3 separate regions of the Mus musculus genome follow, and all the other regions are linked to region 2. The links are chromatin contacts, called in public HiChIP or PLAC-seq maps. All regions are on one chromosome and are shown on one strand. Each heading gives the region's core, a stretch centred on a gene start, on an enhancer-like site or on the middle of the called end of the contact. The rest is flanking DNA. Distances are from core to core; before and after follow the strand shown. Region 1 has its middle 17 kb from the start of Lncenc1. Region 2 overlaps Arhgef28 (Rho guanine nucleotide exchange factor (GEF) 28). Region 3 has its middle 20 kb from the start of Enc1.

Region 1 (4,712 bases), core at 658-3,157, 550 kb before region 2:
ACGGAAGGCCAATGCATTGGTTCCTTGGCAGGGGGAACTACAGCATCTGCTGGGGCAGAGGGGAAGAGTTAAATGGAGTTAGTTTCAGTTTCTCAGTTTCTTGTCACCAGGGATGGGCAAACCCAGTAGTGGTCTATGTTTTCAGAAAAATCTTGACTTATTTTTCAAGCATTTTGGGGTTTGGCTAAGTTTTACATGTGTTTTGCCAGCTTTCCTTCCTTAATTATTAATATTAAACCCATGTGCCTGAAGCAGAATGGAAATTTAATAGCCATTTTTATATTTATTTACATCAATGCATCCCTTAGCTGTGTGGAGAAAGGGCTGTTGTATCTTGTAAGTGCCTTTGAAGATAGTTTATAAAAGCTCCTCTTCACAAGATGTCACACTAATTTTACCCCTTCTCTGCCCTCAAAGGCATTTGGCTTTGAGCACGGTGAGGATAGCATCCCAATTCCAAAGCCATGATGCTTGTAGCAGACTCTGAGCACTACAAAGTGAGACCTCGCTGTCTTAATTGCACTGTCTCCAAGGCAGTCCTGTCGGTAAAGCCTTCAACTGCATTTTCAATAAAGCAGATGCTCTTTCAGCAACCATCACTCTCCGCCTCCAGGTCTCACATGCAGTTGCCAGAACCATGGAAAAACAATTGCTATGGCCCATCATTGTCTTTCCAAGCAGAGCACACAGATTGGTTCCAGGCAGCAGGAGACGGGGTAAAGAAAAAAATGTTCATTTCCAAATAAATTATTCTTACCTTCTCATTACCAGCTAACAAATCTCTGTCTCTTTTAGGCAGACATGGTTCTAACGACACGAGAAACACTGATTTAAAGGAACAGGTGTTATTTCGTTAATGACAAAATAATGGTGTTATTTTGGGATAGTCACAAAATGCAATAGTATGCGTAATGGTTTGTCCTGACAGCTGGGGTATACACTAGACTTACGAATGCCAAGGTTGGGGTGGGAAAGGAGAAGTCTTAGTGATGATTAGTGCAATGCAGTTGTTTCCAAAGGGTCTGAAATGTTAAATGAAACAGATACAAACAAGTAAGTGCTTTAGAATTAAATTTTCCTGGGCTGGAGAGATGGCTCTGAGGTTAAGAGCACTGGCTGCTGTTCCAGAGGTCCTGAGTTCAATTCCCAGCAACCATATGGTGGCTTACATCCATCTGTAATGGGATCCATTGCCCTCTCCTGGTGTCTGAAGACATCTACAGTGTACTCACATATATAAAATAAATAAATCTTAAAAAAATTTAAATTGCCCTTCATTGTTCAAAGTAATTTTCTAACAGAAAACATTGCATTTTAATGAGTTTTGTCTTGGTGGTAGAAAGTTACTAAAAAAAAAACAAAACAGATATCTGATTATAATGTGCAAAGTTCTTTATCTTAGAAGGTCTATGGCTTATCATTTTTAACTAAATACTTTACTTTGAGATAGTTACATCTGTACATCCAATTCGAAGAAATGGTATGGTAACCCATGCTTTTCTCTCTCTCTCTCTCTCTCTCTCTCTCTCTCTCTCTCTCTCTCTCTCTGTCTGTCTCTCTCTGTCTCTCTCTCTCTCTCTCTCTCCTTTTTTTAACAGTAAAAAGTGTAGCACAATATCATGGCCAAGATAAGAACACAGTCAAAGATGTGCCCTTCCTCTCCCACAAGCATTCCTTGTGGTTCCTTTCTATCACCACACCCATGTCGTCCCACCCTCAGCCCTCCACACTCCATGGGGTCACAGCTAGGATGCTGGTGTGAGACTCCCACTCTGTTTGGCTTCCCTGAGACCTACTGCTGGGTGGGGAGATAGCGGTGCTTTGTTCTTCCTGAGAACCCAAGAGTTCTTAGCAAGAGAAGAGAAATAGCTGGCTATCACTGTTGACAGTGGTCATGATAAACACCCCCAGATCTTCCAGAACAACATGACATCATCCAACTGGGGAGAGATGGAAGTTCACGCTTCTAACTCCATCTCTCTATCTGGATGTGGGTGTGGGGCTTAATATACCTCAGTAGGAACAGCAGTGCAGGCTCCCTCCTTGGTGCCTGGGTACATCCTCTAGAAAGGTAAATATCATGGCTCCATCTCCCATGCCTGACCCAGTGACGTAGGGTCATAACTTTTCTGTGGTTGGCTCCAAAGGAGAGGCTGCTGTCTAGCAGTTTACTATAATACTGCTCTGTCCTTTTCCTGGTCTTTGGTTTAAAGGGATTGGGTGTTTTTTGGAACTCATTTTCCCTTCCTTGTTGAATGCTGGCTGGTATTATACTTGTCCAGCTTCCCCCACTTCATGTCAAGGATGTTTGAAGAAGAAAAAAAAAAAACAACCAAGGAAGTCAGTCACTCTTTGTTCTTCCACTCCCCCCATCCACCCACCCACCCACTACGGCTCCCCATGACTTCTTCAAGCTCTGTTTCTTCTGTCTGTGAGATCAAGATTCCTTTAAGCTTTGTTGGAGGAAGAGGGCACCGGCTGTCTACTCCCCCTTCCCATTTTCACATCAAACCTGGGACAGGAGAGCTGAAACTGGTGTCAGAGGAGAAAGTCATTTTTGTGATTTCTATGCACCAAGAAAGGCAAATTTTTGTTTTGTTCTTAAGCATGATTTTCGCCTTGAGCCAAACATTCACTGCGACTCTTCCTGCCTTCTCAAGTCCTTCCACAGCTTCAGGGCATCCCACGTTTCACTTCCCACCAAGGCTGGTCCTGTAGCAGTGAGTTTCATCCTGCTCTTCCAGAAGAAAACCCTGGAAGGCAATGTCACAGCCCCTGGGAATGCTCGTATTTCTGACAGCTCCAGTTTCTTCCACTGTTTCCCCTTACTCTTTGCAGATATTACAGCTCATCAGCGATCTTGTTTTATCCTCCAGAAGAGCAGAAAGTTTTGTATCAGTGCGTGTGTACCATGAATAAGATTTGGGGTTTGTTAAAAAATGGTTCTGCCCACCAAAGTTCTATTTTAAACACTGATCTTCCTTCTTCTTTTTAAATGATGTTAACTTTGCCTTGAAAACCCCGAGCTTGTGTTTTCCCACACAAGACACACGTGCAGAGGCTCCAACCTGAAAATTGGCTCTTAGCATCCATGTTTTATTGAGCCAATAAATTGTGAATTTAACATGTTAGCCAAATCGAACGCCAAGTGTTTCATTTCAGACCTTAGTGTCCATATGGACAGGACTTTAAATCTACTTCTTGTGCACCTGGAGCTTGTTAGATGTTTATAGTTTGCATAGAGCCACATGTCAGTGGCACCTCTGGTCTGTAGAGGGATCCAGAAGAACGGTGCACTCATCTGCTTGCTTCCAGGAGGCAAGAACATGCCCCCGAGGACCAGGCTTCCACCGATTTGATCTATGTGAGAAAGGCCATGGATGGAGAGGTTGCTTGGGTTGATACTTGCATGTTTTCTCATAATTCATCCCCATAACACGAGTGATACGCTCACAAAGGCGTAAAATGTTCTGTGATGGGCATATCAGCAGATTCCCTGGAGGAGAGCACAGGCCAATAGAATTTCTGTGATGATGGATCTCTGCTGCTCAGTATGCAGCCGCCAGCCATGCATGTGTGGCTGCTAAACATTTAAAATAAGGCCAGTGCAATGAAAATATTGACTTTTTAAAAAAAATGTAGTATTAGTTAGGACATTCCATTTGTGTAAGCACATGTGGGTATTACTCACTGTTGATAATAGCCTGGTGATAAGACTGAGTGAGATGTGAAGAAATATCAAGAATTGGTTCCCCTTTCCACCCATAACTCCCCAGAGCAACGACATTTTACTCCATCCTGCTATCTCCTCACCACTTACTCCTGAACAATAAGTGAAGCATTGGTCTGGTAGAGCCTTGCGATAACTATGTAATGCTCAGGACCACAGCACTCCAAGTCTTTCTCCCAGGTCAAAATGACCTATTAAAATTCATTTTTTGTCTCAATAAACCCCCCAAACTATTGATTCTGTCAGTCCTTGGCTTCAATACCATCCTGGCTGTGATGAGATACTTCACCTTCCTGAGTCTCAATTTCTCCCTATAGAAAGTGGAATTAAAATCCATGCGTATGAATAACGCCATTGATGGATTCCTCCCACCTCTCCTTTGAGACAAAGTTCCTCTGTGTAGCCCTGGCTATCCTAGAACTCAGACCTGTAGATCAGACTGGCCTCGAACTCACAGAGATCTTCCTGACGCTGCCTCCCTTGTGCTGGCACTAAAGGCATGTATCTGCCCAACCATTGATCTCTTTATATACACGTGCTCTTAAATGATCAAGAGGAACACGTATTTCGAATCTCACTTGAAAGCTGTCATCCTTCAGACAAGCCACTGGTCTCTACAAAATTCTTGCTCAAAATCCAGGCTCCTGGAAGCCTTTCCTAGTGACCATGCCCCTGCATCACCTCTGAATGTGAAGAAGTTGGATGTTCCAAGGACTGAGTGTATTTGTAGTGATAATAGAATACATACAGGAGCCTTTGAAATGTCTTAAAATTATGTGATCTGCCCCACAACAAGCTAAATAAAATGGTTTACAATGGCACAGGATTGAAAATCGTGTGCTAAACACTCCCAATAAAACAAAAAATTAAGCTAGCAAGAAGAATAATTTCAAGATGGTCTTTATAGACTTCTAATACTATGTTAGGGAGATTTCTATTAGCAAAAGAACATCGAAACTGGAATAAAGAAGCAGTATAAAAT
Region 2 (4,388 bases), core at 1,426-3,925:
ACCACTATTAAATGCTTGAGAAACAAACACTAAGAGGGACAGCATTGTCCCCTTAACTTCCTGTCATGTGACACCCAAAGCCTCGGGAAGGTTCTGACACAAACCCCCAGTTCCCTTGATCTGCCTCAGGTAGAGTGTCTTATCGAAAGACTTATGGAAACTAGTTTTTTGTACGTTCTTTTTGCACTTTAGATTTTCCAAACTAATTGTTTCTACTTCAGATTGCCTCTATCCCACAAGTGTAACATGGTGAAATCTCACTGCACATGAGCTAGACAGTAAGGACTACAGGCACATAAATGCAGCCCTAACCCAGACTCAGGGCCCTGCACAGTGTGTACAGACAGTGGGACCGTGGCATGGATGGTCAACCATAGGTCATGCTCTGGAGCTCTGATATCTGCAGCAAGTGTGTGAACGTTCACTGTGGCTCTTAGATGAAGAAGAAGGAAAGTAACTCAGGGGTCACTCAAAGAGATGTGCTAAGGGTGTAGGAAATCAAATGCCATGGGTATTATACATGCAAGGTTGTGTTTAAGCCTTGGAATAACATTTTATACCTGATTCTCATTACCCCTGTTCTACTGATGGGGAAATGTTAGGAACCGGTTCTAACGCTTTGTCTTAATTCTGCTCCCAAAGCTGCACTTCCAGACCTGAGGGTTCCTGCCCCCAGCTGGCTTCGATTGAATAAAGAATTGCCATAGAGCCAATGGCTGGGCAGAAAAGCTGAGGTGGTACTTTTAGATTCCCGAGCTAGGGACAGTGGGACAGTGGGATGGGGGGGGGGGAGGGAGGGAGGGAGGGAGGGAGGGAGGGAGGGAGGGAGGGAGGGATAGTTTGGAGAGAGGGAGAGAATTTGAAGAGAGAAGAATCAGATGTAAGAGCTGCAGGAAAGGAAGCAACCAGCCATGTAAGAATTGGGGGGAGGGGTGGAAGGGTCCTAGTGGCCACTCCCCCATTGGGTCTGGGGTAGTAGAGATGAGATGTTGATTTAGCAAGTTGACTCAGGAAAGTTGGAGAGGAGAATGCATGCTAGCTGGGGGTGGGGAGGGGGATTAGGAATGCCTATCCTTTGAGCGTGTGTGTGTGTGTGTGTGTGTGTGTGTGTGTGTGTGTGTGTGTGTACGAGAGAATCCAGAGGGCTCCTGGACAGGCAGAGACTTGCGCATGCCCACTGGGAGCTCAGAGCAGGTTAACTAATTCAGGATTCCAGCAAGGGGCTGAAAGCATGTGACTCGCACAGAGCGGGTTAACTAATTCCTGCTACAGGGAAACAGAAGGTCCATGTCCGGAGGAGTTGCATAGTTTGTCTGAGATCAAAAAGCTGGAAAATGATAAAACCCGGCCCGAACCCAGGTCCAGACAGTGACACTGTCCATGTGTTTCCCCCACAGCCCGCTGCTTCAGCTGCAGGGGCATATTTGAAATGCTCACCAAAAATGACATCTTGTCTTTTGATGACATCCTTCTCCTGCCTACTGCAAAAGGAAGGGTCCACCACGAGACTCCAAGACTCTGCTTCAAACTCCTGAGCATCACTACTGAGGTCGATCCACAGAGAAGAATCCACAACATCTAGAAAAGAAAGGCCGGAAGTCTGTAAAGCACACATCATGAAGAGATCTTCAAGTACCAGGGTTTCAGGCTCAAACCTGCTAAAAGCACAGAAAGGCCCCAGCGAGAACGATACAGTACGGACCCGAATCATCTGAAAACCAGAAAGACAACTGCCGGGAGAGCAAAGAAGAGCGGTCTCCAACAGGAACTGCACGGGGAGGCTGTGGGATTACTGGAGATGCCTTGGTTTGTTTGGGCTCACTCTACTGGCGTTTTCCTTGGTGACCTTCAGAGTCCATGCAATGCTTACAGAGTCCTGACTTCACCCATTTCTTTTGCCTGGGTTATGTTCTACAGTTTACTCAGATCTGAATTTGGACTTGTCCGCTTGATATTACCCAGGACTTGGCAAAACAGAAAGCACAGTGCTAGGCTTGAGTCCCATGAGTACAAACGTTTGAGAAAGAGCTAAACACATGTACACAAACACCTTTCAGGAAAAGAACTACACACACACACACACACACACACACACACACACACACACACACACAAATAAACCTCTCAGGAAAACTAAAGCCTGCTTGCCCCAAACAATCCTCCTTAGAGGTCCCAGCTGGTGGTTGTAAGTATGAGATGACAATAGGCTTTAAAGAGCCAGAAGCTACACCCTACAAAATACACTCCAAAATGCTTTACTTCCCAGAAGTAGCAGGCAAAGGGGTGGGGCCCAGATCACATCTCTCCGAGATCTTAATTAAATATGTACTTGAGGAGTCTGCTCCAGTCTCTCAATAGCTGCGGAATGTTTCCAATGATAATGGCACAGTGCAGTTCATTCTTTTAACTCTATCCACCTCTTAGGAACGTGCTGCTGATAATCTCACTCCTGATCGTGTCCCTCGAGACTAGGTTGTCCTTTCTAACAACTTTTACTGAATTTGTCTTTGACACTTCACACGTGTATAAAAGACATCCTCAGCCCCCTCTCCTCGCTTTCCCCATCCCTTAACCTTCCTAACAAATCACTTTCCCACATTCAGGTATTTCTGAGATCGTTAAGAAAAGGAGACTCTACGTCAAGTAGATGCCATACGACTTCTAAAAGAACAACAGGAAGCTGAAAGGTTGCCTTATAGGTAAAGCGTTTGGTATGTAAGGGTGAGGACCAGAGTTTAGATCCTCCGGAAACCAAGCAAAAGCCAGCCGGGCATGGTGGCCTCCTGTAATCCCAGGACCTGGGAGGCAGAGATAGGCGATGCCCAAGGATAAGCTAGCTGCCTGGATTTATCCAGAATCGATGATCCTGCCTCAATCAATAACACCGAGAGTGATTAAAAAAACAAACAAACACCCAACATCGGTGCCAGGCCTCCACATGTTCTCTTATCCACACATGTATACACTCACACATGTTAACATGCATATACACATGTGTATACCACACACATACATAAACATAAGGAAAAGAATAAAGTAATACATCTTATTTCTTGTGCAGAATACCTCTGTCAGCTAAATGCTCATAGAGACCGAGGATCATACAAACATCTCACCTTCCATCATGAATGACTCCGTGGAAGGAGAAGAGCCCATAGACTGGAACAGCTCATCGGAATGAGACCTGCTTCTCCAGCTGTCACCCTCAGACTCTAACGATGTCACTGCCCTCCTGAAGCTGGGAGAAGTAGGGGGACACTAGTTAGCCCCAGCCACCATCCAGGACCACAAAAGTGAAGCAGCATGCAGAGCCTCACCTTTCCAAAGTGGTGCCGGGGACACTTCTGGACAGTGGATGCACCTGAGCCGCAAATTCCTTCCTTCCAGCTGGCAGTCCGATGGGCATAGAGGAAGAAGGGTGCAAGGAGAGCCCAGGTGCTGGGACGTCTCTGACTGAAGAGCCTGGAATTACAGTAGACACTCCATGTGCTAGCGCAGCATTTACAAGCAAAGAAAGTCAGAGATGTCCAGACAGGTAAACCCTCAAGCAGCCACTTCTACAGTGGTGTGGCCCAGTCTAGAAACCGGTCTGTTGGCCATTTCCTGGCATTTTTCAGATGTCCCTTCCTTTTCTCACCCTTCCAACACCCATGCTGCAGGGCTACTTCCACACCTTCCTTGGAGACTGTGGATGTCTGGGGTGACCCAAGCAAACAGGTGAATGGAATGGGGAAGCAAAGGCCAGCTTTCCCATAAACCACCGCGTGTACTCCTCCAAGCCAGCTTTAAGTAGACGCAAGGTGTTATTAGTTCTGCTGACAAAAATGCATATGGAGTGTGTAAACAAGGATGTCCACCCAGAGAGCAGCTCAGGGGAAAGGAATGATGGTGGGGAGTCTACTCCTTATGGAGCAGGACTCTCAGGCAACAAAGCCCAAAGCCCAGCCTGGCCCTTCTCTCTCATATACTGACAACAAGAGGGCATCGATACATTTACATTTGGTTTGAGCTATAAACAACTCAGGATGCTTCAGCCCCTTTGGATTATAGCTATGGAGTACACAGTGTAGCTATGGAGTACACAGTGTAGCTATGGAGTACACAGTGTAGCTATCGAGTATACCATCTGGACACACAGGGAGAATGTTTACAAAGGTTCCAGGATGTAACAAGGGAATATATCTCTGCTTTAGTCTCATGAATTTCACATAAAGAGGAGGAATAGATGACGTGGAAATGTCTAAATTCTAAGCTTCCGTTTTAGTCACCCGTTTAACCTCACGACAATAAGAAGCATCTCAGAAGTGATTTCAAAAGATGTTTAGGGCCAAAGCAAGGGGCTGAGTGGCAAGAGAGCTCAAACCAACTAGCATAACAACACACCCTAT
Region 3 (4,329 bases), core at 1,467-3,966, 710 kb before region 2:
ATGGTATGTATATCTATTACCTGTGTACACTGTTAGCGTTTCCTCTAGGCTCCGCCCATCAGTTACCTAGCAACAGTCAGGTAAGAGTCTGGCTTGCTTTAAAAGGACTCTTTGGCCTCTCTCTCCCTCTCTTCGGCCTCTCTCTCTCCCTCCTTCCCCCTATTCCCAGCTGGTCTCTTCCTTTCTCTCTCTCTCTCCTCTCACTTTCTGTCCTTTTCCGTCCCCTTTCTTTCCCACACTCCCTTCTTACCCTGTTGGTACCTGGGGGCAATGATGCCTCAGTCCCCCTAAGGAACGCCCTCCTGCTGCACCATGCCACCGCATTACAAAACACCATACACACCATGTCCTGGAAACAGTAAACTTCCCCTGTGACTTTATGAAACACATTAGTTGGTCTTCCACCTAAGTGTCTGGACTCACAGGTGTGAAATGAGGCTCTTTTGCGTGCTAGTGAAGCCTCTTGGGTGCTGGAAGCCCCTTTGTAGTTTCAGCAACAGAGTCTGGTCCCAGGGAGAGCAAGGCAGAATGTAAGGGCTGTGCGCATCCCCTTGATATCGAGGGAGAGATAGTGCCGTGCCATAGGTGAGGTTGAGTAGCAATGGCCAACATGTCATCAATCACATCCATTAAAAAAAATCTCATTAAAAAACCCCAAAACACTGTGTTCAGAAGGGCTTCAGGATCCCAAATCAGGTCAGCACCATGGGAAGCTGAGATGTAGGCAGGTACCATGTTTGCCTAGCACGGGCAAAGTCCTGGGTTTAACTCTGGAGAAAGAGAAAGCAAAGGACAGCAAGTGCAGATGGCTAAGGAGGAGCCCAGCCAGCAGTCAGAGCATCACAGACAGAGCACACTACAACTCAGTGTCAGAACCCACTCATAGCTTAGGTTAGCGGCAGCGGCATGTCACACCCACTCCTGTAGAGTCTGCGGGACCCCGACTGGGTCTGCCTGCAGCAGCGGGCGGCGGGCAGCGACAGCGATGCAGCGTGTGATCTAGAGTAAGTCCTGCATCGCCCTCCCACCGTGTCTAGCATTCAGCGTTTAGTTATTGCAATATGTTTTGTTTCCTTGGGGCGGAAAGCAACTGCCATAAATACCATGATTTGTGCAACCGTTCATATGTGCCTAGAGATCCGTTTCATCGTTTGGTTGTTTGGTTGGAGAAGACAGCCCAAAAAAGTGAAGGAGTCTGCCGGTGCCAACTAGGAAGGACAGAGGCTCTCTCCAGGAGTTCTGCTCGGGTTGACTAAAGCTGCTGGAGGAAGCAGAGCAGTTAGTTCAATCTTAGTCCGCACTGGCCCGGGCAGCTCCAACATTCAGCGAGGAGGCCCCTTTCATCTTGGGCATCTCTGGGAAGAGGGAACTACTACAGTCAAAGAAATTGCTCCATTAGGTTGGTCCATAGGCAAGTCTGTTTTCCGATGTGAGAGGGCTCAGCCCATCGTGGGTGGTACCATCCCTGGGAAGGTGAAACAGCAGACTGAGCAAGCCGGGAAGGTGAGCCAGTAAGCAGCAGCAGCAGCAGCAGCAGCAGCAGCAGCAGCAGCAGCAGTCCTTCAGGGACCCTGCTCAGTACTTGCCTCCAGGTTCCTGCCTTGAATTACTTCCAGGAAGTCTCGGCACAGTGGGCTAGGACTGTATGCTGCAATTAAACCTTTTTCTCTCTAAGCTGCTCTGGTTATGGTGTTTTATCACGAGAATAGAAAAGTGTCCAAGACAGGCTCGGCGGGGGGGAAAGAGGGGATGGGGTGGCTTACCAAGGCACAGTGACAGGGTGCAGATACCGGGGCCCTTTGCATCCAGCAAACTGGAGAGAGAGAGAAGGCCCTGGGCAGGTTGTGCTCAAGGTATGAGGCCTATGCAACATTTCAGCGGCACTTATCTCTTCTCTAGCCTTCCCTGAGCCAAGTCCAAAGACAGAGGAGTTCTGAAGTTCCTGGGTGGCCACTGTTAGCTAGCTGCCATTCAGTGTCTCCAGCCTCCGAGGCCCTTCCCTTGCTGAGAGCCAGGGGTCTCCTGAAGATACTTGTAGTTGATAGCTCAGGGTCAGAGTAGAAGGAAGCAGCCTGAGGTGAGGCCTGGCAGCTGTAATTGGACCTGGCCCATAGGGATCAGGCGTTTGCCATTTGTTCTACTTTCCCAACACTGTAATGAAACACCGGACAGAAGTGAACCAAGAGAGAGAGAGAGATTTAACTTTTGGCTCACAGACACATGTATGTGCACAGCTCAATAGAAAACTTCAAACTTACTTAAAACACAAGATTAAAAAAATTTTTTTTTTCTTTTTCCTTTTTGTAACTCAATTGCATGAGCCTTTGTGAATGGCAACCCCTCCTTTTGAAGTGTCTGCCAGGAGGTAGATCCCATCACAATGGAGAAGGCACGCTGGCTGCCTCACCCCTGTTAGCAGAGCAATAAGAAAGGAGACAGCAGGGTGACATCCTGGCAGATTAGGAGGCGGAGTCAGGACTTGAAGGAGGGCCGGGCTATAACCCTCAAGCTCCACCCCTGGTGACCTTTGCCTACCAGCCAGACCCCACTTTTGGTTCCACATCCAAACAGTGCCATTAGCTGGGAACCAGATTCTCAAAATGAGCCTGCGGGGGACATACCAGATTCTAACCGTAACACCCTCTATGGCAGACCAAAAGAGGGCAGGTCAGGAAAAAAGAGAGATTTGACCATCTCTTCAGGTTTAGCAAGGCTGAGATAATTCTGCTCACAGGTACACTAGAGCTTGTCAGAGTCTATGCTGGGAAGCTCACAGGATAGAGCTTCCAGGACAGATGCAGCAGAAAGGTACATGCAGCCGTTCCTGCCCAGCAACGCCCCCCCCCCGCCCACCCCCCCACCCCCACCCCCACCCCCCCGGGGAACCACTGGTATTCTCAACACTGCTTTTGTCTTCAGCCTACTTCACAGAGCTCAGACATGTGCAGTGTCCCACAAGCTCTCCCCAGGTTCCCTGGAACTCTTTCCCTCTTCTTCGCATGCTGTTTGTTTATTTATTTTGATAGCGTCCTGGAATTTGATAGCAGGCTGGATTCAGTATAGCCAAGGATCTCCTAGTGGTTTGAATAGGTTTGCCCCCCCCCGTCCCCCCCCCCCCCCCCGTCCCCCTAGACTCATGTGTTTGAATGCTTGGCCATAGGGAGTGGCACTATTAGGAGGCGTGGCTTTATTGCAGCAGATGTGATCTTATTGGAGGAAATGTAGCACCGTGTTGGCGAGCATCGAGGTCTTCCTGTGCTCAAGCCCTGCCCAGTGTGGAATCAGAGTCCCTTCCTGGCTGCTTTCATATCAAGATGTAGAACTCTGGGCTTCTCCAGCACCATGTCTGCCTGCACACTGCTGATGCTCGCCACCCTGAGGATGATGGACTCAACTTTTCAAACTACAGGCTGGCCTCAATTAAATGGCTGCCTTTATAAAAGTTGCCTTGGTCACGGTGTCTCTTCACAGCAATAAAGCCCAAACTAAGACACACCACCTTGAGTTCTAGCTCCTCCTGCCTCTGCCTCTGCCTCTGAAGTGCTGGATGAAATGGGTGTACCCCCATGCCTGCCTGTGTCTTCATTTAAATATCTTCTTATGCCATCTCTGTCTTGCCAACTGCTTCATGGTGGGTGCTAACTCTGAAGGGCTACAACTGAAATCACAATATCTTATGTCCTCAGTTTGGGGCCTAGAGAGTTCTTATGTGGGCATGGTGTGTGTAGTCTTTTTAAAGAAAGAGTTGTAATGGGGATTGGACCCTCTAAGACCCAGTGTGAGCATTTTCCTTCTACAGGAATTCTTTGTTTTCTCTTTTATATTTGTGTATGTGGGGGGAGGGGTATGACTAAAGTTATTTGTTTGTTTGCTTGCTTGTTTATTTGGTGTGTGTATGTGTGTGTTTGCATGTGAGTGTGCGCACACATGTCTCTGTGCATGTAGAGGTCAGAAGCCAACCTCGGCATCAGTCTTTGTCTTCCACCTTGTTGGAAACACAGCTCTTGTTCACTATTGCACAGGCAAGCCCCCTGGCCTGATATCCTTGGGCTTCTCCTTTCTCTGCCGTCCATCTTGCAGTAGGAGCATGAGGTCACAGATGAGCACTGCAGCATCTGATCTTATGTGGGCTCTGGGAACCTGAAACAGGTCCTCACACTTATGCAGCAAGTGCCTTACCTACCGAGCCATCTCTCCGGGCTTGGGGTGACTAAATGTTTAAAAAAAGAAACTTGTAGCATTTGGCGCTGCCCGCTGGAGTAGAGTGATGTGATTGCTCTGTTCACAGCTAAGCTGCAATCCAAGCAGGGTTTTCAGAGCGCTGCGGCC

Evidence for each region. HiChIP or PLAC-seq counts read pairs in DNA pulled down with a chosen protein or histone mark.
Region 1: a contact with region 2 is called in an H3K27ac HiChIP or PLAC-seq map of extraembryonic endoderm stem cells, with 4 times the contacts expected there. The contact joins two enhancer-like sites. A contact is called at or near these places in 4 of 115 datasets of contacts at active chromatin or transcription factors (embryonic basal ganglia, embryonic stem cells, extraembryonic endoderm stem cells and 1 more) and 1 of 9 other capture datasets (embryonic stem cells).
Region 3: a contact with region 2 is called in an H3K27ac HiChIP or PLAC-seq map of extraembryonic endoderm stem cells. The contact joins two enhancer-like sites. A contact is called at or near these places in 2 of 15 datasets of contacts at CTCF or cohesin (both in the NIH/3T3 cell line), 1 of 484 Hi-C or Micro-C datasets (bone marrow-derived macrophages) and 10 of 115 datasets of contacts at active chromatin or transcription factors (bone marrow-derived dendritic cells, embryonic basal ganglia, embryonic brain and 6 more).

What each region holds. Positions count from the first base shown.
Region 1 is chr13:97,415,559-97,420,270 of GRCm38.p6, forward strand. No RefSeq gene overlaps it. Among named protein-coding and RNA genes, the nearest start is that of Lncenc1, 17 kb to the right of the region's middle. Within about 2 kb of position 1,908, at least 14 of the 459 cell types and tissues checked have an H3K27ac peak or open chromatin away from gene starts, as enhancers often do. A contact at or near this core is called in extraembryonic endoderm stem cells, where this site is marked.
Region 2 is chr13:97,963,971-97,968,358 of GRCm38.p6, forward strand. Arhgef28 (Rho guanine nucleotide exchange factor (GEF) 28) reads right to left here. Exons shown (of 36, transcript NM_012026.2): 19 at 3,318-3,462; 20 at 3,117-3,238; 21 at 1,438-1,578. Among named protein-coding and RNA genes, the nearest start is that of Gm34388, 72 kb to the left of the region's middle. Within about 2 kb of position 2,676, at least 8 of the 459 cell types and tissues checked have an H3K27ac peak or open chromatin away from gene starts, as enhancers often do. A contact at or near this core is called in extraembryonic endoderm stem cells, where this site is marked.
Region 3 is chr13:97,258,530-97,262,858 of GRCm38.p6, forward strand. No RefSeq gene overlaps it. Among named protein-coding and RNA genes, the nearest start is that of Enc1, 20 kb to the left of the region's middle. Within about 2 kb of position 2,717, at least 23 of the 459 cell types and tissues checked have an H3K27ac peak or open chromatin away from gene starts, as enhancers often do. A contact at or near this core is called in extraembryonic endoderm stem cells, where this site is marked.